Linked DNA regions of Rattus norvegicus: region 1 is linked to region 2. The links are chromatin contacts, called in public Hi-C maps. All regions are on one chromosome and are shown on one strand. Each heading gives the region's core, a stretch centred on a gene start, on an enhancer-like site or on the middle of the called end of the contact. The rest is flanking DNA. Distances are from core to core; before and after follow the strand shown. Region 1 holds the start of Rhbdf2 (rhomboid 5 homolog 2). Region 2 holds the start of Prpsap1 (phosphoribosyl pyrophosphate synthetase-associated protein 1).

Evidence for each region. Hi-C and Micro-C count contacts between places; a contact is called where the count stands out from the background.
Region 1: a Hi-C map of kidney shows a contact between it and region 2, with 3 times the contacts expected there. The contact joins the promoter of Rhbdf2 here to the promoter of Prpsap1 in region 2. A contact is called at or near these places in 5 of 12 Hi-C or Micro-C datasets (the Rat2 cell line, Schwann cells, kidney and 2 more) and 1 of 1 datasets of contacts at active chromatin or transcription factors (oligodendrocytes).

The regions. Positions count from the first base shown.
Region 1 is chr10:102,355,641-102,362,488 of GRCr8, reverse strand. Rhbdf2 (rhomboid 5 homolog 2) reads left to right here and starts at 3,372. Exons shown (of 19, transcript NM_001107067.2): 1 at 3,372-3,414.
Region 2 is chr10:102,217,362-102,224,620 of GRCr8, reverse strand. Prpsap1 (phosphoribosyl pyrophosphate synthetase-associated protein 1) reads left to right here and starts at 2,979. Exons shown (of 10, transcript NM_022545.3): 1 at 2,979-3,310; 2 at 5,452-5,504. The coding sequence starts at 3,141.

The DNA of each region.
Region 1 (6,848 bases), core at 2,123-4,622, 140 kb before region 2:
CTCTAAGGAGTGCGTTGTAAGTGGGGTGGTGTGGAGGGGCGGGACTGTGACAATGTAACCAGCTGGGAAATTAACTGTAGGTGAGAATGGATCTGAAATAACGAAGTCTACTCATCCCCAAAGGCCAGTTCGATGACCCCGCTGAAGGGTGGGAATCCTAGAAAGGAGGAAATCCTACCGGGAGGAAATCGGGAACGGAACACAAAGTCACCTTCAAGAGGGAGGTGCCAGGGAGAGATGAGAACTTCTCACAATCCCAAGATTCTGGCCACTTGAGCTTCCTGTCTGATTCCCCGAGTAGTGGCAGGCAGATCAGAAAGTGGACGCTGGCGCCCTTCCAAGGCGCAATGATCTTCCAGGCAAGTGCTTAAAGATTTATCTAGGGTTTGACAAGCTCTCTGGAGTTAACCCTTGCCCTACCTTTTTACCCTTTTAACCTTGAGGCTGCAGAGTGAAGTTTTCTGTTTGGGGGGTGGGGGTGGGGGTGAGGGGAGGACACGTGGATTCCTTCTTGCAGTACTGAATATGGCCACTAGATGGAGACTATGCACTATGAATGCCAGCTGCTGTTGCCCAATGGTCTTGGTCCCTTCCTTCCCTTGAAGTTTTAACTTCACTGAGTTTGGTGACATCTGATTTTGCTCTTTGGGAGATGGGAGGCTGACCCATGCCTTAGGCCCGTGTCAGCCACACTGTAAGGAGACATCTTTGTCATCCTTCCGGTATGCTTCCTGGGGTCCTAACTCCTCCACCCGAGACTCTGGTAGCAGCCCTTCTGTGGTTCTCCACCTTCACACAACCCAGTATGCCCTGAACACCATGATGGCTGGCAAGAACATGGCCTCCGATCCAGGACCCTACCTCAGTCTCTGTACTCTTCAGCCCTGAATGCAGCCCTGGATCTCTCCAAACCTAAACAGAGACCACGTTAAAGCCAGTCATGATAATGTATTAAAACTGAGAACACTTGGCCTGGTGATACATACCCATAATACTAGCACTCAAGAAGTAAAGGCAGGAGGATTGCTGAATTGGAGGCCAACCTGGAGTATATACAAAGTGAGGTCCAGACCAGTGTGGAGCCTGTCTTAAAACAGCAAACGAAATAAATCCCAACATAAATAAATCAATTTTAGCCAGGCACGGTGGTTCTTTGCCAACTAGCATTTGGGTGACTAAGGCAGGAGGAACAGGAATTCAAGGCCTGGGCCTGGAGAGATGGCTCAGCAGTTTAGAGCACTGACTTCTTTCAGAGAACCGTGGTTCAACTCCCAGCCTCCATGGAATAGCTCACACCTCCTGTATATAACTCCAGTTCCATGGGATCCAATGCCCTCTTCTGGCCAGAAGTCATGCAAGTAGTGTGTAGGAATACATGTGGGCAAAACACTCATACATATAAAATTTTAAAAAATTAAAAAGAAAATAAGCAAGTTGGTAGATGTGCACAGCTTTAATCCCAGCACCCGGAAGCAGAGGCAGACAGTTCAAGGAGTTCGATCTCTGAGTTCAAGGATAGCCTGGTCTACAGAGCAAATTCCTGAACCTGGGTCTCTGTAAGAGCAGCAAAGACTTCCAACCATAGAATTATTTCTCCAAAATTTTTTGAAAAGATTTATTTTATTTATGAGTATACTGTACCTGTCAGACACACCAGAAGAGGGCATCAGATCCCATTACAGATGGTTGTGAGGGAATTGAACTCAGGGATCTCCCTAGTCCTGAGATTCCATAACAGACTCCCCCTTTCTGTTTCTTTCAAGATTTACTTATGTATTTTGTGTCTATGACCTCAGACACCCTAGGGAATCGATCTCAGGACCTCTGAAAGAGCACTCAGCGCTCTTAACCTCTACTCCACCCAAGCCACCGAGCCAGGCTGGAGGCAGGGTGGCTGAGAGCAACGCAGGAGGCCAGAGTCTTGGCTTACCTCTGGAAGCAGCCCCTGCTGCAGCGCCCCTTGGTGGTGGTCTTTCCAAACGCTCTGGCTGGACCAGGACTCCAGAAAGAAAGCTGAGGCCATTGGTGTTGGGTGAGGATGAGGACTCCAGACCTGGGGGTACAGTTCTTTCCTGTGCCCTTCCGTGCCTGCCACACGTTTCCACATCAAATCCCAAGTGAGGGGCTGAGCCAGGTTCTAGGAATCTGTATAAGGGACGCTCCTTGCCCTTCTCCGGCCTGCAGCTGTTGTTTAAGAGCTGGACAGGTCCAGGGAGTGCTTCTAGGTCGGAGCATATGAGTGTTGGACAGGGTGTCATAAATTTCGGCCTTTGCACAGGGCTAGGCATGTGAACATGAAGAGGGGTACCCTACCGGGAAGTTGGTAAGAACATCGCAAGATGTCACCTCCCAGGGCAGAGTTAAGGGAAGGACTTCTGGGTCCAGGAGGAAGATGAGGAAGGGCCCAGTGTGGCTAGAGATGTAGGCTGAGGAGGACAAACGCCTTTGGTTTAAAAATTGAGGGAGGTCCTGCCCTCGCCACTGCTAATAATAGAAAAGGTCACAGCAGCTGTGAGTTAGAGCCAGGTGCCCTACAGGGGCTTCCTGTCACCGCCACCACTCAGAAAGGGGAAGGCTGAGGCCCAGGAGGCTGAGGGGATTTGTCTAAGGACACGGGGGTAGTCAATGGCAGGTCAGGATTTGAATCCCCATCTCCTGAGGATGCTCTGTTAGCTAGAATCATTTATAGTTATTTCTTGTTTCAGACAACAAAGCACGCTACTTGGTGAGTTTTGGCTAGGCTAGAGTGTCTAAAGCTGGGCCCCGCCACCCATTGTCCAGGAGGCTGACCACTACATCAAGATGTGGAGGGCTCTCCAAGCATGATAACTCTGCACAGCTCGGTCCCCTTTGCAACTCTGTTTAGTCCTGAGGTTAATGGGACAAGACCCGACTTCCAGCAAGGCCCTGGTCTGGCCTAGAAGGGATGACAGGCCTGAGGAGAGGTCATTCTAGTGGAGGAAGGAGAGACAGCAGCTAGAGAAGACCAAGGCTCCCTAGATGGAGCTAGTCGAGGCTCCTAGAGTCAAAGGAGCCTGAGGTCGCACGAGAAAGAGAAGGGGAATTTGAATGTTTTTTGCTGGTTGTTAGGGGTGTGTGCGTCCGCGTGTGCGCGCGTGCGTTGTTGGAGATCAAATCTAAGATCCCCCTACACTAGGCAAGTGTTTAAATGTGGCCTTAAGTGAAGCAGCAGGAACCCCAAGTCCGGGCAGAGGCAGCGGGTCGACCACGCCCCCAGAAACACCGCCCACACCAAGAAGCCACGCCCCATGAGGCCCGCCCACCCAGACCCCGCCCCTGCGCCCTCGCGCAGGTAGGGAAGAGGCGGAGCTCCGGTGCCCAGGCTTGTAGCCACCGCCCCACCGCTGCCCACTCTGCTCGCAGGCGCTTCCCGGGACGTGGGGCCTCCGAGAGGTGAGCGAGGGGAAATAGGCGCGGCGGAGCTCGGGTCCGCTAGGCCGCGGGTGTCTACGGAGTCACCGGGCTGCCCGGGACGGCCGCGGAGAGGCCTGGGGGCTGCGCGCCCCGCGGAGCGCCCTGGAGGCCAAGGCTGTGGACTCTGTGCCCGCAGGACCGCTGGATCCCTCGCGCAAATCCTTGGCCTCTGCCAGGACCAGGACGCCTAAGGGGTTCCCCGGGGCACAGTCACCAGATGACTGGGCGCGTGGTTTGCGCAGAAGTTCAAAAGCCCAGGGAGGAAGAGAAGGCACTGCCCAGTGTTGGAACATGCGGCTCCACCTTCCAACCTGAGTCCCTTTTAGACCTTAAGGCTCTACTCCCCTGGCTCCCGGGTGAACTTCCAAAGTCCCCCGGGCTGCAGTTTGTGCGTGGAGCTTCGCCGCCGTGGTGGTAACAGGTGCGGGGGTGGGGGTGGGGGAGGCTCAGAAAGTGTACTCAGGAGTCCTGGCTTCAGGGCCGAGGGGTTTGGAGTGTCGGGCCTCCAGCTGAAGGGGTTGAAGGTTAGGGAGCATAAGATCTGTAGGGCTGGGACCTCTACCTCAACCCCAGGGCAGAAGGGAACTCCAGTCCATGCCTTGATCTAGCTCCAGGAAACAGAGCGGCGAATCTGTGGGGCTGGGACTTAGCGCGCATGCAGGTGAGGTGTACCTGAGTAATTCCCCCATAGGTGGAGTGGCTGCTGTTTCTCAACCAGCTAGAGTGGGGGTTCCTGTGTGTGTGTGTGTGTGTGTGTGTGTGTGTGTGTGTGTGTGTGTGTGGCATCTGCTGGTGAAAAACTGTCCCCAGCATCCGTGTTGTGCTGTGGTCAGGGAGAAGAAAATGAAACTTGGTTCCAAGCAGTAGTTCTCAGCTTAGGGGTGCTTTTTGCCCGTTACGGATATTTGGCAATGCCTGGAGCCACTTGGTCGTCACAGCCACAGTACAGAATTGGGAGCCCCCCCCCCAAAAAAAATCAATATTGAAGAACCATCCTATAAGCTCCAGCCCACTAGGGTACTTCTTGTGAATTCCTTTCCCTACCTCAGTTTCTCCGGGGGCTGTGGGAAGAACCAGGGTGAATCTAAATAAGATGGGAGATAAAGAGGTGTGCCGGCAGGTTTTGCCCTGGCAAGTGTCCTATGTTGGTGCCACAATGTCTTTTGCCAGCTGGCCACTGGCCCTGTGGAGGAGAGGCTGGGAACAGTGGTCCCCCTCGAAGCACAGGTCTGTAGTACTTTACCCAGGATGGCTTCGGACACAGGGTAACCCCAGGGTGAGCCAGAGTAGCCCTGGGGGTGGAGGAAGGGCAGGACCAAACTCTGTTCCCATGGAGTTTCCCAAAGCTGAGGCCTCATGGATGGGGGATGCCATGTGACCAACTGGAATTTTCCTTCCGAGCACAGAATAACTCCGCTAGTTATTTACACCAGGAAAGGCACTTCCAAGGAATAAGGCATCTACTGATTCCCTGTGGCTCCCATCTCTTTCCTTCCAACAGGATGGATGGGTTGTCCTTGTGGTAGTAGGAATCCTGGTCAGGGTGAGATCGGGCCCTGGGTTGTACTCCTAGCTTTCTGAGAATGGAGGTAGGGGTGTGTGCTGGTTGGGTCCGTCAAGGCCAGAATCCTTCCAGCAACTAACATTCCCATCTCCCCTTGTCCTGTCTAGTTTTGGACTTCTTGCTTGGGGGCCCTCATCGGGTAAGAAGGGAGTGGCGGGGAGTGTCTCAGGTTGGTTGGTTGATTTGGGTCTTTTTAACCATAGTAGCCTGATGTGCAACCAGACTTGGTGGTGTGTGCTTTGGAATCCCAGCAATGGCAGGTAGTGGTGGGAGAGTCTGGAGTCTGTCACCCTCCGTAACAGAGTGAGTTTGAGACCACTCTGGGCTGTATGATACCCTGTCTCAAAAAAACAGGGAAGACCAGACCTTTTCAACTGGGTCTATGCTGTAGCAGTTACCACTATTGTATGTGCCTCTGAAGGCATAAAGTTAAAACACCCAGATCGCCTCAAAGCCACCTACCCCAAACCTGGGACTCCAGCTTCACTTGACCATTCTATACCCTATGCTGTCCAGGGAGGAGACTTCTGAAAGAGCAGGGATCACTCACAGCAGGCTTGAGCAGGAGGACCACTGGAGGCTCAGGCCTACTCTGGGCTCACTGATATTTTTCTTGTGATCTGAGCTCCGGACAGCGGCCCCCTCGATTGTGTGTCTGTGCAGTATGTATGTGTTTGATGCTTGCTGAAGCCAGAAGAAGGTGTTGGATCCCCTGGAAGTTAGAGGTGGTTGCCAGCTGCCATGGAAATGCTAGGAATCTGTCTGGGTCCTTTAGAAGAGCTCCCGGTGCTATTAACAGCTATGCCATCTCTCTAGTTCCATTACTTGTGTAAACTGTGACCCAGACAGGCACCAGATGACAGCAGGAGGACGTCAAGGGGCCAGCAAGTGTTCGTGTTTGTGTTTGGGAAACTTGATGCTGTCTTCTGGGCCCCAGGTCCCCTCCCACAGCATGTGGGAGCTGTGTGTTCTCCAGGCAGCTCATCCCCACACCCCAATCCAGCGTGTTCTCGGGACTAATGGGATCCTGTCTAGGTATTGCCCCATTGCTCGAGGGGATTTCCAAAGTGACCTCACCATCTGTGCTGCTGGGAGCAGCTCCTAGTTTCCTATCCAGCTCAGACAGGCTGGGGGAGGAGTGCTGGCTGACCTCAGCAGCCAGCATGGCCCTGGGACAGGGGCGCTGCCAGGCTGGGCAGCTCTTGGCACACAGACAGCCTCTCAAGAGGAGCTAGCCACGCCTGCCCCGTCGTTGGGAGGAATGGAGCCTTTTCCGGGATTGCCCCAAAGTATCCCTGGCCTCCCCAGGCAGCAGACAAACATAAGAAGGAAAACCTGTCTTCTCATCTTCACAGAGCTATGGAGAGTTGCTGGGTACCATCCTCCCTTCACCAGATTTATTCAGTCTGGGACCCAGATGCAAGCGTTTGGGCCTCAGCAGCTGCTGGAAGGCATTTTCAGCTTCACTTTCCCGGCTCCGGCTCTCCCGCACAGTGGTTTGAGCCAAGTGAGATCTGTCAGGGTATGGGATGAGAGACACCATGGTTGACCAGAAGGGCAGATGATCCAAGCTGAAAGTCCAGGAGGCAGGATCCTAGGGCCGGCAGTCTGTAGGGAGGGTGGGAGTCACTGAAGTAGGCTTGCCTCGGTTTCTTGGGCTATGCCGTGGAGGATTATGAGGTGAAGATTCCACTAATGACCTGTGACATGTCCAGCCTGGGTGTGACTGGTGGGGACACTGAAGTGAGGCATCCTCACAGTCCTGAAATTACTTGTCTTTGGAGCAAGGCTGCTGTGCATGGCATAGGCTTGGATCACAGGAGAAACCCTGCCGTGTAGGACGCCGAAA
Region 2 (7,259 bases), core at 1,730-4,229:
CTGGGGATTTAGCTCAGTGGTAGAGCGCTTGCCTAGGAAGCGCAAGGCCCTGGGTTCGGTCCCCAGCTCCGGAAAAAAAAAAAAAAAGAAAGAAAGAAAGGTTATTAGCAAATGTGCTTTGGAGTGATCTCAGCTCCAATTCTCAGGATACCAGCAGTTCCGTTCAGCAGTGTCAGGACAGCAAACACGAATCAGCAGCAGTGACGCCACCCAGAAGAAACAGCCAGGCCTCTGCCCAACCGGCACAAGTGAGCAGGAGTGACTGAGGCCAGCAGGGACGCCAGGACAAGCTCTCTGCCCTGCCTCTCTCAACTTAGTGAAGATCAGGGAAAGCGAATATGGGAGAGACCAGTGAAGCGTTGCAAAGCTAGCTATGCAAGCCCTGTCACTGTCCGTTGGGCTGTTTATACCGACTCCAAGCCTTACGTGAGTCCTCACCCAGGTCTTGCCTCACCACCTGAGTCTGTATTATCGCCTGACGTCACTCTGCCAGTCAGCACGCCCCCAACCCCACAAACCTCCCTGTGTCTGCTTCAGGAAATCGTTCCTTCACGTGTCTTCCCCACCAAAACACCATCCGATACAGCTGACTCCCTGAAGAAACCTTTCGTTCCCACTTCAAGCCCCTTACCAGACACTTCCCACACTAAGATATTCCATTTTTGGCTCCGAACCTAAGCAACAGATGGATCCAGTCAATTTTGGATTGAAACTGGTGAAACCAGGAACGTAAATACATAATTTCCCCTTTCATTTTCCTCAGGAATGTGTCATAGCATGAGATCTAACATGTTGGGGGCCCCCCAAAAACATGTTGGGGGCCAGGAATCCCCTCACAAACCCCACAAACACTGAGCTCCGTCAGACGGGGAGAGTTTATCGAGCCCCAGGACTGGTTGAGCAGGGTCATGGTCCAGATTCAGGTTGTCAGGGTCATGAATGCATTTTGTAAGTTCCTTCCTTGTCTAAGATATGTATCAGCAATCAGTGATCCTTGCAAGACACTGAAGCTTCACCCTTGCCCTGCCGTACCTGGTATCTGGTCCTTGATTAACAATGAGAGAAGAGGGCAGAGGTGGATGCATGCCATCTGTTATTTAAATAGTGGGAAGGGAAAAGGGACTAGTATGTCGCCTTAACGGGAAACAGGTTATGAGGTGAACTTATCAGTCCTTCTCCACGGGTGGTCCCTGATTAGGGCTTACAACCTTGATTTGGAGGGAGACAGGTTAACAAGTGTCATCAACCTTGAGGGTCACAATCTGCCCAAGTCAGATCTGGCCACCATCCTCAATATGTCAATTAAAATTGCCAACCTAGGCTCAGCAATTAAGAGCACTGGCTGCTGTTCCAGAGGATTCAAGTTCGGTTCCTAGCAGCCAGCAGCCCACGACTGACTCCAAATTACAGTTCCAGAGTATCTGTCACCCTCTTCTGGCCTTTTCGGGCACTGCATATGTGTGGCGCGCAGACAGATTTTTTTTTTTTTTTTTAATTAAAAGCCGAATTGAAAATGGGAAACAGAAAAGTGAAATCTATTCAACTTAGCAGCATCGGTTAAGAGGAACAAAGGAATCCAGAGAACACCACAAGTCTGTCCTCCGGGTGCAGAAGTGAGATTGAAATTTAAACAGAAGTGGGGCTGGAGAAATGGCTCAGTTGTTTTTTGTTTGTTTGTTTGTTTTTGTTTTTTCTTTTCTTTTTTTCGGAGCTGGGGACCGAACCCAGGGCCTTGCGCTTGCTAGGCAAGCGCTCTACCACTGAGCTAAATCCCCAACCCCGAGAAATGGCTCAGTTGTTAAACAGAGGTCCAGAGTTCAATTCCCAGCAACCACATAGTGGCTCACAACCATCTGTAATGGGATCTGATGCCCTCTTTTGGTGTGTCTGAAGACAACTACAGTGTACTCAGATATATAAAATAAATAAATCTTTAAAAAAAATGAGCAGAAGGACGAGGATTTGCCCACCTAGACAGTCCCTTCCAGGACTTTCAGGGCACGGTCCCGCCCACCATTGAGACTCCCAGGTGTGAGCTTCAGCCTCAGTCTGTAAGGTCGTTGCAAGTCGTTGGAGCTGTGTGATAGCTGTTTCTGGGAGACACGGCCCCCGTCGTAATGGTGCTTTTCCCTTCTCCCAGCGTGACGTCCCTGGGGGTGGGGAATCCTTTTTTCTTTGGGGTCCGTTTTTCGAACAGTTTGATAGATCGAGAGACTCAAATGTCTCTTTAGAACGGTCTCATTTCGGGGTTGGGGATTTAGCTCAGTGGTAGAGCGCTTGCCTAGCAAGCGCAAGGCCCGGGGTTCGGTCCCCAGCTCCGAAAAAAAGAAAAAAAAGAGCGGTCTCATTTCACAAAAGTAAATGAAAACACGCGCTATCTGTATTTTCACAAGACATACACTCCTGCGGGCAGAGAAGCTGGCTGGGTAGACGGATGGAAGCGAGAGCGCCGCTCTGATGGAGAACTGAGAACAAAAACTGGCGGGGATGCAACCTTGCCTCACGAGCAGACACAAGGATAACGTCTAGGGAAGGTCTCCATGTCCAGATTCTGGAGCGTTTTGATATAATTGCCCGCAACGAGCGCAAAGGACCGTGCGTGTACCTTTATAAATAAATACCAGCCTGCGCAAGCGTAGACTGGAGCGCTGAAGGCTTGTTCATCATAGAGGCGCGAGGCTAGATTGCCTCCGGTCCCTGCGGCGGACATCTTGACTCCTGGCAGTCAGTTTGAAGACGTCTGGAATCACCACTAAACGTGTGTGTACCTCCAAGAATAATGAACTTAAAAATGCCTGTCCTGGGAGACTCAAAACGAAGCGAGCACGCGAGTCAATGACGCACCTGTCCGGACAGGCTCTCGCGGCGATGCCTACCTCCTTGCCCTTTTCCGAGATGGCGGCCGAGCGGATGCTCTAGCCGCGCGACTCGGTGTCGTGGAGGGGCGGGGCCTGACGCGGGGTCCTGAAGAGGCTGCGGCGCTCGGTTGCGGCGCTGTTGCCTGTGGTCGGGACGCGGAGGCGGCGCGTCGGTATCGCGCCTCGTCCCTCTGCGCCTCCGCCGGTGGCTGCGTCGGCGTCACAGCTGTGCCCACATCCCGCCCCGCGCGGACCGCTTGTAGCCGCTTCTCGGGCCGGAGGATGCCCAGGAAGCTGCTGCTACTGCCCCAGCTGTCCGCGTGCTCCGCTCTGCGCGTCCCGCGGGCCCGGCCCGCCGCCTCGCCGGCCATGAACGCCGCCCGCACTGGCTACCGAGTCTTTTCGGCCAACTCCACGGCCGCCTGCACGGAGCTGGCCAAGCGCATCACTGAGTAAGCGGTGTGGTCCCCGGCGAGGCCCTGGCCCCTCTCCCCGCCACTTCCACCTTTGCATCTGGGAGCAGAAGCTTCGGGACGATTCCCCAACCCCGTCCCAGGGCCGCGGCGCACTCTTGACCATTAAGAGGTTTCCTGCGCTTGCCCTGTGTCTGACCATCGCCATTTCCGGCCGACCCTATCGAGACGGACGATGAGAGTCTATCCTCAGACTTAAGGGTTGGGACGGTCAGGGAGAAGGGAACTCAGAAGTACTTCGGGCTGGGCGCGGGAGAGCCGCGATTACACTGTGTAGGATCAGTTGTACAAAAAAAGTCTTGGCTTAGAGGTGTGTGCGTGGAGTGTTAGCCACTGACTTCAGGGGTCCTGAGTTATCTTTCCAGGCTTGTCTGTTGTTACCTACTCTAACGCTGAGTGAGGGACGTGATTTTTTTTTTTAAACCCTACTTGTAAAATGGGGGTGGTTCTATGGGACAGGGATGGGAGTGTGAGCCTGAACTTGGTGGAGGTCGTGGAGATGAATCCTGCAGAGCAGGGCCTCCCGGTGCCCCGCTGATAGTACTTGTCTACTAAAAGGCCCCTTTTCTCTTTTGGGGAAAACTAGAACCCTGGTAGAAAGAGCCTTAAGGGCCTTTTATAATATGAGCTTTTTAGTAATATGTAACAAAATGCATCATTTGCCCTCTCTATGAGACAGGGCTTTACTGTATGTAGCTCCTACTGGCCTGGAACTTGGAGATCTGCCTGCCTCTGCCACAGGAACACTGGGATTAAAAGCCCGAGCACCATACCCAGCGTTGGCTTTGGTGTCCTGAGATAAGATCTTAGGACCCTGGTCAGACTCTCAATGGTGTGATTTTCTGACCTTAGCCTTTTTTTTTTTTTTTTTTTTTTTTTCCCCCCGGAGCTGGGGACTGAACCCAGGGCCTTGCGTTTGCTAGGCAAGCGCTCTACCACTGAGCTAAATCCCCAACCCCTTAGCCTTTTTGATCCGGCCTTACAGCAGCACACCTGGACTCCCCGGGGTAAACGGCTTGACTTTGAACATTTAAAGTCACTTTCATATTCCAGAAGTTCTTAACTCCACCTGTTTTATTATCAGTTGGACTTTGAAGTGGATTTAAGAGAGGATAGGGAAACAGCTTCTGCTGATCTGTTTTCTATTTCTTTTCTTAAGATTTATTTGTTATGTATACAATGCTCTGTTTGCATGTATGCATGAAGGCCAGAAGAGGGCACCAGATCCCATTACAGATAAGGTTGTGAGCCACCGTGTGGTTTGCAAGGTCTTGAACTCCAGACCTCTGGAAGAGCAGAGGGTGCTCCGAACCACTGAGCAATCTCTCCACCCTGGTTTTTATTTATTTCTTTATTTTTTAATATTATTATTTAATAATGTATATGAGTACACTGTAACTGTCTTCAGATACATCAGAAGAAGGCATCAGATTTTATTACAGATGGTTGTAAGCCACCATGTGATTGCTGGGAATTGAACTCAGGGCCTCTGGAAGAGCAGTCAGTGCTCTTAACCACTGAGCCATCCCTCCAGCCCCCCTGGTTTTTATTTCTAACCCCTGATTATTTGTCTTTCTTGTCGAGGCCAAGGATCCCTTTAAACATGAAACTTGAGGTTGTTTATAGTGGGTCATACTTACTACACATGACCTTGCCTTAAGAGAGCTGAGGAGGGCACTTTAAAAATTAGTGGGTTTGCCTTTTTGCTATGATAATTTACCATAAACTTTGTAGACCTGGATAGCCTCACAGAGATCCTCCTGCCTCTGCCTCCCAAGTGCTGGGAATAAAGGCTTACCCACCACACGTGGCTTTTTTTTTTTTTTTCCTTCTTTAAAGTTTGGTCTTGCTAGATAGTCCTGACTGGCCTGCTACTCACCATATATCCCAGACTAGCCTTCACCTAACAGCAATCCTCCTGCCTCAGCTTCCAGAATGCTGGGTTAATGAGTTGTATGCTCTTTTTTTTTTTTTTTTTTTGGTTCTTTTTTTCGGAGCTGGGGACCGAACCCAGGGCCTTGTGCTTCCTAGGCAAGCGCTCTACCACTGAGCTAAATCCCCAACCCCGAGTTGTATACTCTTAACCATCTTTTGTTTTGTTTTTGTGTGTGTGTGAATAGGCGTCTTGGTGCTGAATTGGGGAAATCTGTTGTTTATCAGGAGACCAATGGAGGTAAGTTAAAAGTCGATGTTTTTACTTTAGGATTTGTTGTTATTACTGCTGCTGCTGCTGCTGCTGCTCATGTAGCCCAGGCTGTCTTGAGCTCTGAATCCTCCTGCTTTGTCCCCCTGGGGCTGAGATTAAAGCATGTCCCATTTCCTTATTCTATTAACTTTATCATGATCAGCCTGCTTCTGCATCCTCAGTAATGCCACATGGGAGCGAGCTGGCTCTCCTTCTATCCTGTGGGATTTAAGGGGTGAAATGCAGGTCATCGGGCTTAGTGCCTTCACCCTCTGTGCTATTGCTGGACCAGCCCCTTTAGTCATGTCCTGGGCTGTGGGCATGTCCAGTTTGATGGCTTGCTTTTTTTGGTATGTCAAGACATGGTTGCCCTGTGTAGTCCTCCCTGGTTTTGCTGGAACTGGATCTGTAGACCAGGCTCGCCTTGAACTCAGATCTCCCTGCCTTTGCTTCCCCAGTGCTGGGATTAAAGGGGTGTGCCACCACTGCAGGCATTTCTCCCCCCCCCCTCCCCCCCCAGAGCTGGGGACCGAACCCAGGGCCTTGCGCTTCCTAGGCAAGCGACCAGGCATTTCTTTAAAGCATGTTTTTGCTTTGTTTCCTTGGATACACTAGAACTTACCACCCTAGCTTTAACTTGCCCTGCCTTGGAGCCCTGTGGCACATCACACCTCCAAAGCGGGCAGACTTTTACAAGCAGAACTCCATTGTTGTTTTACTTGTGCGCTGCTCGTATAGAGCTCAGAGGACAACCTTTGGTGGGCAGTTCTGTTTTATTGAAGCAGGGTCTCATTGTTTCTGCTGCTCTCCATGTAACATACAACGGGACGCCTGGGGTTGTAGGTACCAGCCTGTCGTGTGTTGGGGGGGGTGGGTGTGGGTGTGTCTGTCTGTCTGTCTGTGAGCATGCATATGTGTGAGCGTGTGTCTGTGTGAGCATGGATGTCAGTTTAACACAGAAATGTTTTCCTCAAGCATTAGAGGTCTGTGTCTTTCATCCTTCCCTTTCTCTAGACTCTGACTCTTGTTTTTCCACATGGACGCTCACATCCTGTGATATAACGAGTAAAGGGTAGATCTGTAGAACGTTTGTCTTTTCTTCTGTGGGTTCTGTTTGAATATGTCATCGTGTTATCAGCTGAGAGCATCAACAGTTTGGCACTGGGGATAATGACTAAGATGACTCAGTCACAGTAATGTTCTGTGTCTATAACCTCGGGGATAGAGGACAGATACAGGGCAACCCTGAGGCTCACACACCCGCACCGAGGGGTTTGAGCTGAGAGAACCTGTCTCAGAACGTGAGGTGAAACTGAGACGTACTCTTACATTTGCATGTCTACCTGTGTACGCTTGGCATGCATGCATGTAAGCCCATGTGTACACACACGCACACACACACATACACACACACACACGCGCGCGCTCACCCTTCAGATTGTTCTTTTTGTTCTTTAATTTTTTTTAATCCAAATGTTTAGGTTGTCATCATAACCTAAACATTTGGATTAAATAGGTTAGTGGCCCAGTTTGGCTTCCCTCCAGGTTGTGTGGAAAACTAATTATAGCCTGAACACTTGTGCCTGCCTGTCCTACTAATACCACAGCACAATCTAGGAAAGCCTTCTACCATAGGGCGTCTGCCCCTTTCGTTTGTTTATGAGTCTGAGCCCGTTCTGGGTTACACAGGAGAAACAGAGCAGTCAGCCTTACACAGTAGGGCCTATCCTGACAGACCAAAAC